Regions from separate parts of the Gossypium hirsutum genome. Here region 1 is linked to region 2. Evidence: chromatin contacts called from public Hi-C data. All regions are on one chromosome and are shown on one strand. Each heading gives the region's core, a stretch centred on a gene start, on an enhancer-like site or on the middle of the called end of the contact. The rest is flanking DNA. Distances are from core to core; before and after follow the strand shown. Region 1 holds the start of LOC107923752 (protein BPS1, chloroplastic). Region 2 holds the start of LOC107923851 (golgin candidate 4).

Region 1 (5,273 bases), core at 1,271-3,770, 160 kb after region 2:
TACTAAAAGCTTCAATATTCAACAATGACAACATTTCAATTCTTCAAATTCTTTAACAGTTTTGAAAATCAACACACAGGATAGCTAAATCAAACTACAACGATCTCAAAAATATAAAATTTACGAAAAGCAGGTCAATTTAAGCTTACCATGCAAGAAAGTAAAACTTGGCCGAATATATGAAGCTTAACAATGGCTTCACTTGTTTTCTTCCCTTCCAAACGGTGGTAAAATGCAAAGTGGAAGATGATGATAATTATTTTTATGTTTTAACACTTTAATTATTAATTTAATCATAATTTTAATATAATTTATTAAAATAAAACTCAACCAACCTCCCACTCATATTAAAAAGTAGTAAATTGCCACTTTAAACCTTAAACAATTTCCTTTTAAGCCTTCCATCAATAAAAATTTATACCGATTAATTTTTTCAATTTTATAAATTAATCCTTGTACCTCAATCACTAACTATTTAATAAAATTATTGGACCGAAATTCTATATAACTCTATAATAGACTCATAAATATTAATAAATAATATTTATTGACTCAAATTTAGAAAATCGAATTCTGAAATTACTGTTTTTGATACCACTGAAAATAGACTATTGATGAAAACCATTGAATACAAACATGATCCTTATCAGTCTCTCATTGTCAGCCTAAAGTTGGGCAACAAAATGAGGGAGAGGTCTTGAGGTTGTTATGCCTAATGCATAAGACAAGCAAAAGGAAATAAAATGGTTAGCTAGCAGGTAGGGGTGAGCGGCTCCGATCCATAAGGCGTGCGGTTGCTCACAAAGAAGCTTACATTGCTTCAATTTCACCAATCCATGTCTACATCACCAAAAAAGGGAAAAAGATTCTCAAAATATGGAACTAATAAAAGGCTTAATTTAACAGGAGGTCCTTAAATTATGTCTTTTGTTTAAATTAGGTACTTAATTTTTTTTGTGAACCGGGTACATAAATTATAATTCCATAATCAATGTTGGTCCCTATTGTTACTCTATGTAAGAAAAACTCATAGTAAATTAAAGTGTATACATGAACTTTAATTTGGTGCAATTGTGCACGTGAAATTTTAATTGTGGTTCAAATGTATATTTGAAACTTTAAATTTGATTTAATCATACACATTTAAAGAAATAAATACATCAATTTATTTTTATATTGGATAAATATAATTATTTATGTATGCAATATATAAACATAAAACGACGTTATATTAATAATTATGTTAATAATTTACAAGAATTGAATTAAATTAAAATTCATGTATATAATTACACATAAAACCATAGTTGATATATAATTTTAATTTTTATCCCTAAATAAATATTTGAGAGATGAGAGGGAGAAGATGGAAAAAGGGAGGGGGATATTTTTTATTTTATTCAATATTAATATAATTATTTTTATTATTTTTTATTTAATTAAATTTTAATGATGTGACATTTCTTGATTGACGGTAATAAAGTTTTTTTTAACCGATACAATGATAGATGGCAACATTAGCTACGGAAATAAAATTTAGATACTTCTTTCAACTAAATTTTTTTAAAAATATCTAACTTAAACAAATGGTATAATTTAATGGCTTCCGATTTAGTTAAACCTTAAAAAAAGAAAGCAAAATTTAAAATACCAATTTAGAAGAAACCAAATGGGAAATCCATTAAAATAAAATTGTTAAAAAAATAAAATAATTATCCTACAATTATTAAAATAAAATTATTTATATCCATATAATCACAAATACTTTGGAACATGAAACATGCAGCTGGCAAGTAGCTGGCAGCTCATTTATGACCGTTGGATTTGCGCCAAATCATGATTGATTTTTTGTGCTAAATTATTAAGGGTAAACTACACCCAAGGTCACTAAACTATTAGTAAATTTACGTTTTAGTCACTCAACTTCAAAAATTTATAAATTAGTTAGTAAACTATTTGACAGTTTTCATTTAATTCGCCAAACTATTCAAGAGATTTTATTTAAGTAACTAGACTGTTAAGTTTTTTTAATAAAAAATCTGATCAACAAGCTCCAACGACTATTCGACAATCGGTGTGGTGGATTAATACCCATCTATGAGTAGAACAACATACCTTAGATCTAAATTAATTTGGTAGTTAGTGCTAAATATCGAAGAAGAAAAGCTGAAGTGTAAAAGAGAAGGATAATGAAAGCTTTTGATTGTTACAAATCGTGCAAAAAGGAAAGACCATACAACAATAATTTTAACAATTCAGTGGCTTAAATAAAATTTTTTGAATAATTTAGTGATAATTTCGTAAGTTTTTAAAGTTAAATGATTGAAACTTAAACTTACTAATAGTTTAGTGATCTAAGATGTAGTTTACCCAAATATTAAATAGTCAAGTAAACGCCTTTTTCTTTAAGTAGGGCTGACGTCTGGTTGGCCCATTGAAAAATAATTCCCAGCCGACGGCCCTTTAGTAATTATCAACAATTTACCTTAAAAACCCAAAATTCTTCTATCCAATCAATGTCCTCCACGTAAACATTCTGTGACTGACATTCCGTAACAGGCAGTGATTAAATCAAACACTCCCTCGTCTTCAACTACTCCACAAAGAGGAAAATTCAACGAAGCTGAAAAATAATACACAAAGTCATTTTGAAGCTTTCGTTTGAAAATTCCCAATTGCTTTACCAGTACAAAGTCCGGTACAATTTTCTATTTTTCTTTATGTTTTAATTTTTAATTTTGTTTTAAATTCGCCGATCTTCGTGCGATTCTGAAGAAATTTCGTTGTTTTAAAAAAAAATAAATTTTGCTTTTTTAGATGAAGTTTATTTGTTGTTGAAATGTTTTTTAGGTTATAATTTGTTTTTTTATATTTTTTTGTTATTAATTAACAAAGTTTTAACAGATCTGTGGAGAATTTTTGTTTCTGCTTGGTTTAATCAGTCGTTTGGTTTAAGGATATAAACTTTAGGTAAGTTTTCTTGGTTTTTTGGTTTGACTTTATCTTTTTGCTTCAGGTTTATGAGATCTGCTCTAGCTTTCGTGATATCTGACTTTTGAATTTCGATTTTTAAGGATTTATTTTTAGAGATTTGATTTTCAGGGTTTCCTTGAAATTTTTGGTTTGGAATTATTTTATTCTGTATAGAAATGACTTGGCTGTTTCTCTGTATGAAGTTTTTCCTCATGTTCATGGAGGAAATCAATCAAATCATGTAGAAGTAGAATTAGGCCTAGCTAGGATGGATAACCTGAGAGAAAATAAGGCAACTAAGGAGATCTCGATGTATTTGTTATGATTTATTGTTACACCATATCTTTTGCATTTTTTTATGATTTTGATGTTGAATATATGGTCTTGACTGCCATCAATAATTTGGTTGAATCTACAAAATTCAGTACTGATTTGATGCTTATCAGGTATGATGTGGTTAGATCTGTTCGGTATGGTATTGGACATGGTTTCAAGTTAATTTCTCTTTATTCTTGGATGGTTGAACTAATGGTCTAATTGTTATTAGTGAGATGATGTCAGTTTCAAGCTTTGCCCTTGCTTGCATAGTATAAAGATGAAACTTATGGAAACTTCAGGGTGTTCGATGTCTGTTATAAACATGGAATTATTGACTTGATTTGGTTTATCAAGTATTATTTCATTTTGATGATTGACTTTGTTCTTGATCTTGCAGTAAATACATCAAAATGAGCCGTCCTCAAGAACCACAACGCTCTTTCTTCCATTTTGGAAATCCTTTCCGTTCACCAAAGGGTTCTCATTTGCCTCCAGGACTTCTTTCTTTATTGGATAAGTTTGAGAAAACCTTGTCAGAGAGGCTGCAGAAACTTGTGCCTAAAGACAAGAGTGACATCCTTAGCTTGTCATGGATGAAACTAGCAATGGAATCACTTTCCGAGATTCACCGTGACATAAAAGACCTGATAACTGAGCTTGAGATCCCTGTGACTGATTGGGATGAGAAATGGATAGATGTGTATCTGGACATCAGTGTAAAGTTGCTTGATATTACTATTGCTTTTACCTCTGAACTTACAAGGCTCAACCAAGGCCATCTCTTACTTCAGTGTGTCTTGCATAAGTTGGAATCCAACTCCCCAGATCAGTTCCTGCGGGCTTGTTCCTCACTTCATAGCTGGAGAGAGCAAATTCGCTCAAAAAATCCCAGAGTTGAAACATGTCGTCCTGTACTGGACAACCTTGTGGAATCATTGGACTTGCCGAAGGTAAGGAACTCTGCTAAGGGGAAGGTTCTGATGCATGCAATGGACGGAGCTAAGGTGGCGACCACATATATCTGTAGTGTCTTTGCCGCAGCTTTCTCTAGTTCTACTGATAATTTGTTAGATTTGAATTCGACTGTTCCTGCTACACTGCCATGGGCACAAGTTTTCTATAATGTTCAAACAACTGTGAGTACGGAAATTAAAAATATATTTTCTCGTGGAGAATTTACGGTTCTTAGAGAACTTCTTGCTGTTGATAATTGGGCCAATAAATTGTATCCTTTGCTTCAAGACGGGTTCAGTCCTGCTCAAGAGGAATCGTTCAAGCATTCCGTTTCTGAATTGAGGAAGACAGCAGAGGAGCTATCGCAAGGGCTGGATAATCTTTCAAAGGTAGTAGATGACTTTTTCAAAATAGTTTTGTCTGGGCGTGATGCTTTGCTTTGTAATCTAAGAGCAGGTTGTGCTTCCCCAAATTCAGTTCTGGGAAGAAACACAGACGAGCAAATTGTGAGGTGAATTATGAATGAAGTAAAGCTAAACTCTTCTGTATACAGATGGTTTAGGTATGAGACCTGCTGTTTTCTAACTAGGGATATACAACCTTGTTTGGGTAATGAAAGTATTTATTGTGTGAGTTGTAAGGTGTGTTATACTATAGTACTTGTTTGTACATGTATTTGGACCAACCTATGTCAAATGCTATATAAAAAGGGCTTATATTTGTTTGCAAATGCTTGCTTCTTATTGTTATCAATCACCATTTTCCTAGGATATCACTTATTCATTTTTCACATATATAACATGTTTTCTGAAGTAAAACATTAAGTAGATGATATGGTCGGATAGAAGCTACGAAAATCTCTAGCTGTGTATTTCTGGGTTTTTTTAATTAATATATGCATTATTTTTCTTTCAGCGGGATATTATTCTATTTCTTTTTCCTCAGAGTCATTCTCAAGGATGATATCTTCATTTGACAGCACAGCAAGCTTAGCTCTGACCATTTTCATGATCCCTGGCTTGAGTGCT
Region 2 (4,908 bases), core at 1,609-4,108:
TTTTATTTACTAAATTGTTATATATAGTGATTTTAACATTTTTTTAAGGTTTACATTAAAGATTTAATTTTCATGTGTTATAAATTACATAATATATAAAATTAACATAATATAAAATATTATAAACTTAAAAAATGAGTTAGGCTAGGGTGTTGATTGTTCATGCTCAAGCTAAAATCATTTTTAAACAAGTTTAGTTTTCTTTTTCCAAAACTCTTTTTTTTACCTAATATTTTTTCTTAAACTCTCCCAAATTACGGACCAACCCTGAAGTGTGGGTGAGTAGCTTGGCCTATGAACAAGTCTAGCCATTAACTTATGTGTTTTTATAATAAAAAAAAGAACCTTAAGAGTTAAATGTCAGCTCAATTCTAACTCAAATAATGTTTGAAACACATGAATCGAATATGTGTTTACCTCTTGCATTTGCAATGATAGTTTGGATTTTACCAAAGTTGTTTGAACTAGATCCATTCGACTAGGATATTGGTTTAGAGAGAGGTAAAAAATCGATTGGCCTGTAAACTTATATGGATCGATTGAACCTATGGTTGAACTAGAATTAATATTTTTTTAATTTTTTTTAAAAAATTTAAAAAATTTATTTGATTGAACTAGACGAACGGATCAAACTAATAATTAATGATCTAATCAATTCAAGCACAAATCTAGTTCCAAAAAAATACTAGCTTTTACATACCTAAAGCATAAATCTCTTACTCATTGCAAAGATTTAAATTGATCTTTTCATCTGTATAGCGATAATTTTTAGATGTTGAATGAAGTTTGAATCTAACATGTGATTCAAACTGCGAAAATATGTATACTTATCGTGTGGACATATTGGATTTGATGTCCTAAAAAACAAATAATGTTAATAAAATTTAGGACTAATTTTAGGTTAAATTTAATTACTAGTCCATGTGCTATTTGTAAGTTGCAAATTTAGTCCATTTACTTTAATTTGATCATTTTTATCATTGTACTTTTGAGTTTTGAAATTCTAGTCCTAATCTAAAACATTAGCTGTTAAATTTTGCTATTTTCAAAATATTTTGCGGTAAATATATTATCATATAGGTAATGTCATATCAAATTATCATTTTCACGTAATACTCACACAAAAAAAGCCACGTTATGTTAATTAATATATTTAATGGTTACTATTTTGAGTCATGATTGACAATTCACAATTCCAAAAGTAAGACTAAAAATGACTGTATTCACAATTTATGCATAATACGAGACTAATATAAAAACTTCAACCTATTAGATTTAATAACTACCTTTTGGGTTATGATTAGAACTTTCAAATTTGAAAAAAATACAAAGATTAAAAACAACCAAATTAGAATATAGAGACTAAATCTATACTTTATGCATAATACAAGGATTAATAGCAAAATTTGACTTTTTTTTAACATTTTAATTCTAAGTTGGCTAATCAATAAGTATGTATGTGTTTACAATGTATGTGTTTATAATTTGATCCATGTGCTTTAAATATTTTCTATGTCATATTTGAGTCTATGCTTAATGCCCGAGCTAATGACTTGGTTAATGAAAGGAATTGACTGATAGGATATTTGATTGTTTAAGAATCTAATTAAAATATATTGAAGTTTGTGAACTGATTTAAAATTTAGATCATATTTCAAGGAAACCTTGTGGAATTTACCAATAAATATGGAAATTGGGCCTTTGACTTTGTCGATACTAATGTGTAAATTCATATTCTTAATCATCGTGGCATGTTCAACGAAAACGAATCTCAACAAATGTAATAAGAAAATCATGTCGGTCGGACCGTTTTTAAGACCAAAATCTTATCGGTAAATTACCACTTTTTATTTTTATTTTAGATAAATTATGTCGAAAGTCACTAAACTATTAATAAGTTTATGTTTAAATACTTAACTTTAAAGAATTATAAAATGATAACTGAACTTTTCAAAAGTTTTTATTAAGTCACTATGTGGTTAAAATTACTATTATATGACTTTCTTTATTCAAATTGTCTGCATTAATCGAAAACTCTTATTCTCTTTTTTTTTCTACAATTAAGGTTTTTTTTTTCATAAAACAATTTTAAACGTTATGAATCTGCGAACCAAAACTCAAATAGCTTTCTTCTCTGATCTCCTATAACGATTGCCAGATCAACTTGGATCTGAGGTATGTTCTTTTACTCCTCGATGGGTACTAATCCACCGCATTGATCGTCAAATCATCGCTTAGAGCTCTCTCAAGGACAAATTCTCATTTCAATCTCTTTTAAGCTTTTAAAATTATAAAATAGTTTAATAGTAAAAATACACTTTGCCTCCAAGTTGAAAAAAATTTAACTTAATCCCATTAAAGTTCTAAAGTAACAAGCATATACAAAGATAAAATTATACTTCGATTTCTTTAAAATTTTATAATTCAATTTCGGCCTTTCAAAGATAAACTTTTGTCTTCCTCCTTGAGCTTGTTAGTCAAACTTTAAAAAATTTTAACAATTTAGTAACTTAAATAAAAACATTAAAATAATTTAATGACTTAAATTAAAACTTTCGAATAATTAAGTGATTATTTTATAAATTTTTATAATTAAATAGCTAAGATGTAAACTTAATAATAATTTAATAACTTTAGATGCAATTTACTCTTTTATTGTTTTCAAAGAGAGGAGAGGAAAGCCGTTACGATTTTTTCTTTTTGGCGTAAAATTTCAACCGCCTTTACCTACCATTATAACGAACAATAAAAATTAAATAGGATATTATCAAAAAATAAAAATAAAAATAAAAATAATCGGGTATAAACGGGCCAACCCGAACGGACCCGTTTCAGGATCCGCCCAATGGATCTTAACCAGTACTGTTTAAGCATACGTTAATTAACCCTTTTATTTCTTGTTTATATATCTGCAAAAATAAATAAAAAACATTCTAAATCCTCAAAACCGTTGTTCAAACGTATCGGTTCTTTTTTGCCCTAATTTCATCGAAGAAAATCTCAGGTATTTTTGAAATCCATCTACGTTTTTTATTTTTATTTTCCACGAATTTGATTTGCGGGAGCTTTGGAAGATGTGGAGTTCGATTGCGGATTTGAAAGAGAATTTGCATAAGATCGCGCTTGATGTATACGACGATGAGGACGAAGAACGCGAGATCTACGGTTCAGGGAATGGAGATCATTCGCCATTCTTTGATAGAAGGAACTCTCATAGGTTTGCCCATTCAAAGCCCGTTTCAGTCTCTCCGATCGCTAATGGAACCGATTCGCCGATTAATTCTGAGGTATTATTGCATTTAGTTTTCGCGCTTGATTTTGTTTAAATTAATGTTTGGCGCCTCTTAGTTTGGAATAGATTCAGCTTGTTTTTTTGATGAATTTGTAGAATCATGGAATGATATTAGTTCACACTACAGTTTGAGTTCGCGAATGAGTGAACAGTCTCTATTAATTGAGGATATTAGTGTCGATCTTTTATTAGGGATATATATATCACATTTGATAGTTGGAGTTGGTAATATTTTGTTCTTTGGCAATCTGGAATCAAGCTTTGTGAAGTGATAGCTTAAGCCTGAAAGTACTCTGTAAATACCTAGTGGTAGATCCAAAACTTTGACTTGATGAATTCAATTTCCAAAGATTTATTGCTTAAACTTATATATATATCTTGGTGAGGTTTGAAGTTGTTGATAACATGAAATAGTGCTGAGATAGTTCAAGGATCTTTACATGGACGCATAGAACTTTTATTTGATGATTGTAAGTCTAACAAGCTATACTAGTAACATTTATATCGGATTTGTTCTTGTCATCTTGGTGTTGATAGAGAGCCTCCTAGAACCCAAGTAGCTGAGTGTAATCTTTTCTAGTATTAAGATTTTCATTGCGAGGACTAGTTAGAAAAACTTATTCAGGTTCATAATATGGTCTCTGCCATAATATTTGAAGAGCATTTGGCTTAGGGTTGAATGTAACCTCTTTCAGAGCTTCCTAAGATCCTCTTTTGGTGTCACAGATGACTGTTTGCTTTTTGATTGAGTCAATTGTTGGCATGACTTTTTATTCTTTAATCTCATGGAAGTTACTTTACTAGTGGGCTTGGCATTTCTAGGGAATTTGTGGTATTTTACTTTTCATGCATGATAAATAAACTGTGTTATGATTATTTTTGTAGATTGAAAGATACAGAGCAGAAATTAAGAAGCTTCAGGAATCCGAGGCAGAAATTAAGGCTTTATCATTCAATTATGCTGCTTTATTAAAAGAAAAAGAGGTATCTGATAATTTTCGTATTGTTTGATTTAAAAATATCTTGTGCCAACTTGGTAGTTTACAATTATGACCGGTGATATATTATATGGCAATAAGGGCATGCTGTGGTTGTTCTAGTTTATTTCCAGGGTTGGTCTAAAATTCAGTTCTTACAAATGATAATAGTGCAAATAATTTACAGCTTTCTTCTAGTTTTTAAACATTTTCAAATGGCTTCTTTCTCTCTATTTTCCTTGCATTCCATTTCCAGGAGCAAATTTCGAGGCTGAACCAAGAGAATGGCTCATTGAAACAAAATTTGAATGCGACAAATGCAGCTCTGAGTGCAGCTAGAAGCGAAAGTTCCAAAGTATCTAGTAATGGAATTAATGCACCCAAGGTAGTTGCTACTCTCAGTTAGAGTTGTCTGAGGTTTGTTTATTGAGAAATCCTGGAATTAATGCATTAGGTTCTGCAATTCCGAAGGCATATGTAGTTCCATGTAATAAAGCAAACATAATGTGCTACTACTGAGTCTGCTGTTTCTGATGTTATTGCTTCTGTAACTAGAGAAGCAGGTCTGAAAAGGTTTTGTTGTATTATGTTTCATACCTGTGGCAACCTTGAACCTCCCAATAGGTGGATGCGACAGAA

What was found. A called contact is a pair of places that touch in the nucleus more often than the background predicts.
Region 1: a Hi-C map of leaf shows a contact between it and region 2, with 1.7 times the contacts expected there. The contact joins the promoter of LOC107923752 here to the promoter of LOC107923851 in region 2. A contact is called at or near these places in 4 of 34 Hi-C or Micro-C datasets (callus, leaf and petal).

What each region holds. Positions count from the first base shown.
Region 1 is chrA12:80,512,225-80,517,497 of Gossypium_hirsutum_v2.1, forward strand. LOC107923752 (protein BPS1, chloroplastic) reads left to right here and starts at 2,521. Exons shown (of 3, transcript XM_016853920.2): 1 at 2,521-2,698; 2 at 2,905-2,970; 3 at 3,689-4,975. The coding sequence starts at 3,702. The coding sequence ends at 4,760. It also overlaps a transcript of LOC107923741 not described here.
Region 2 is chrA12:80,350,695-80,355,602 of Gossypium_hirsutum_v2.1, forward strand. LOC107923851 (golgin candidate 4) reads left to right here and starts at 2,859. Exons shown (of 16, transcript XM_016854011.2): 1 at 2,859-3,004; 2 at 3,075-3,287; 3 at 4,178-4,276; 4 at 4,526-4,654. The coding sequence starts at 3,075.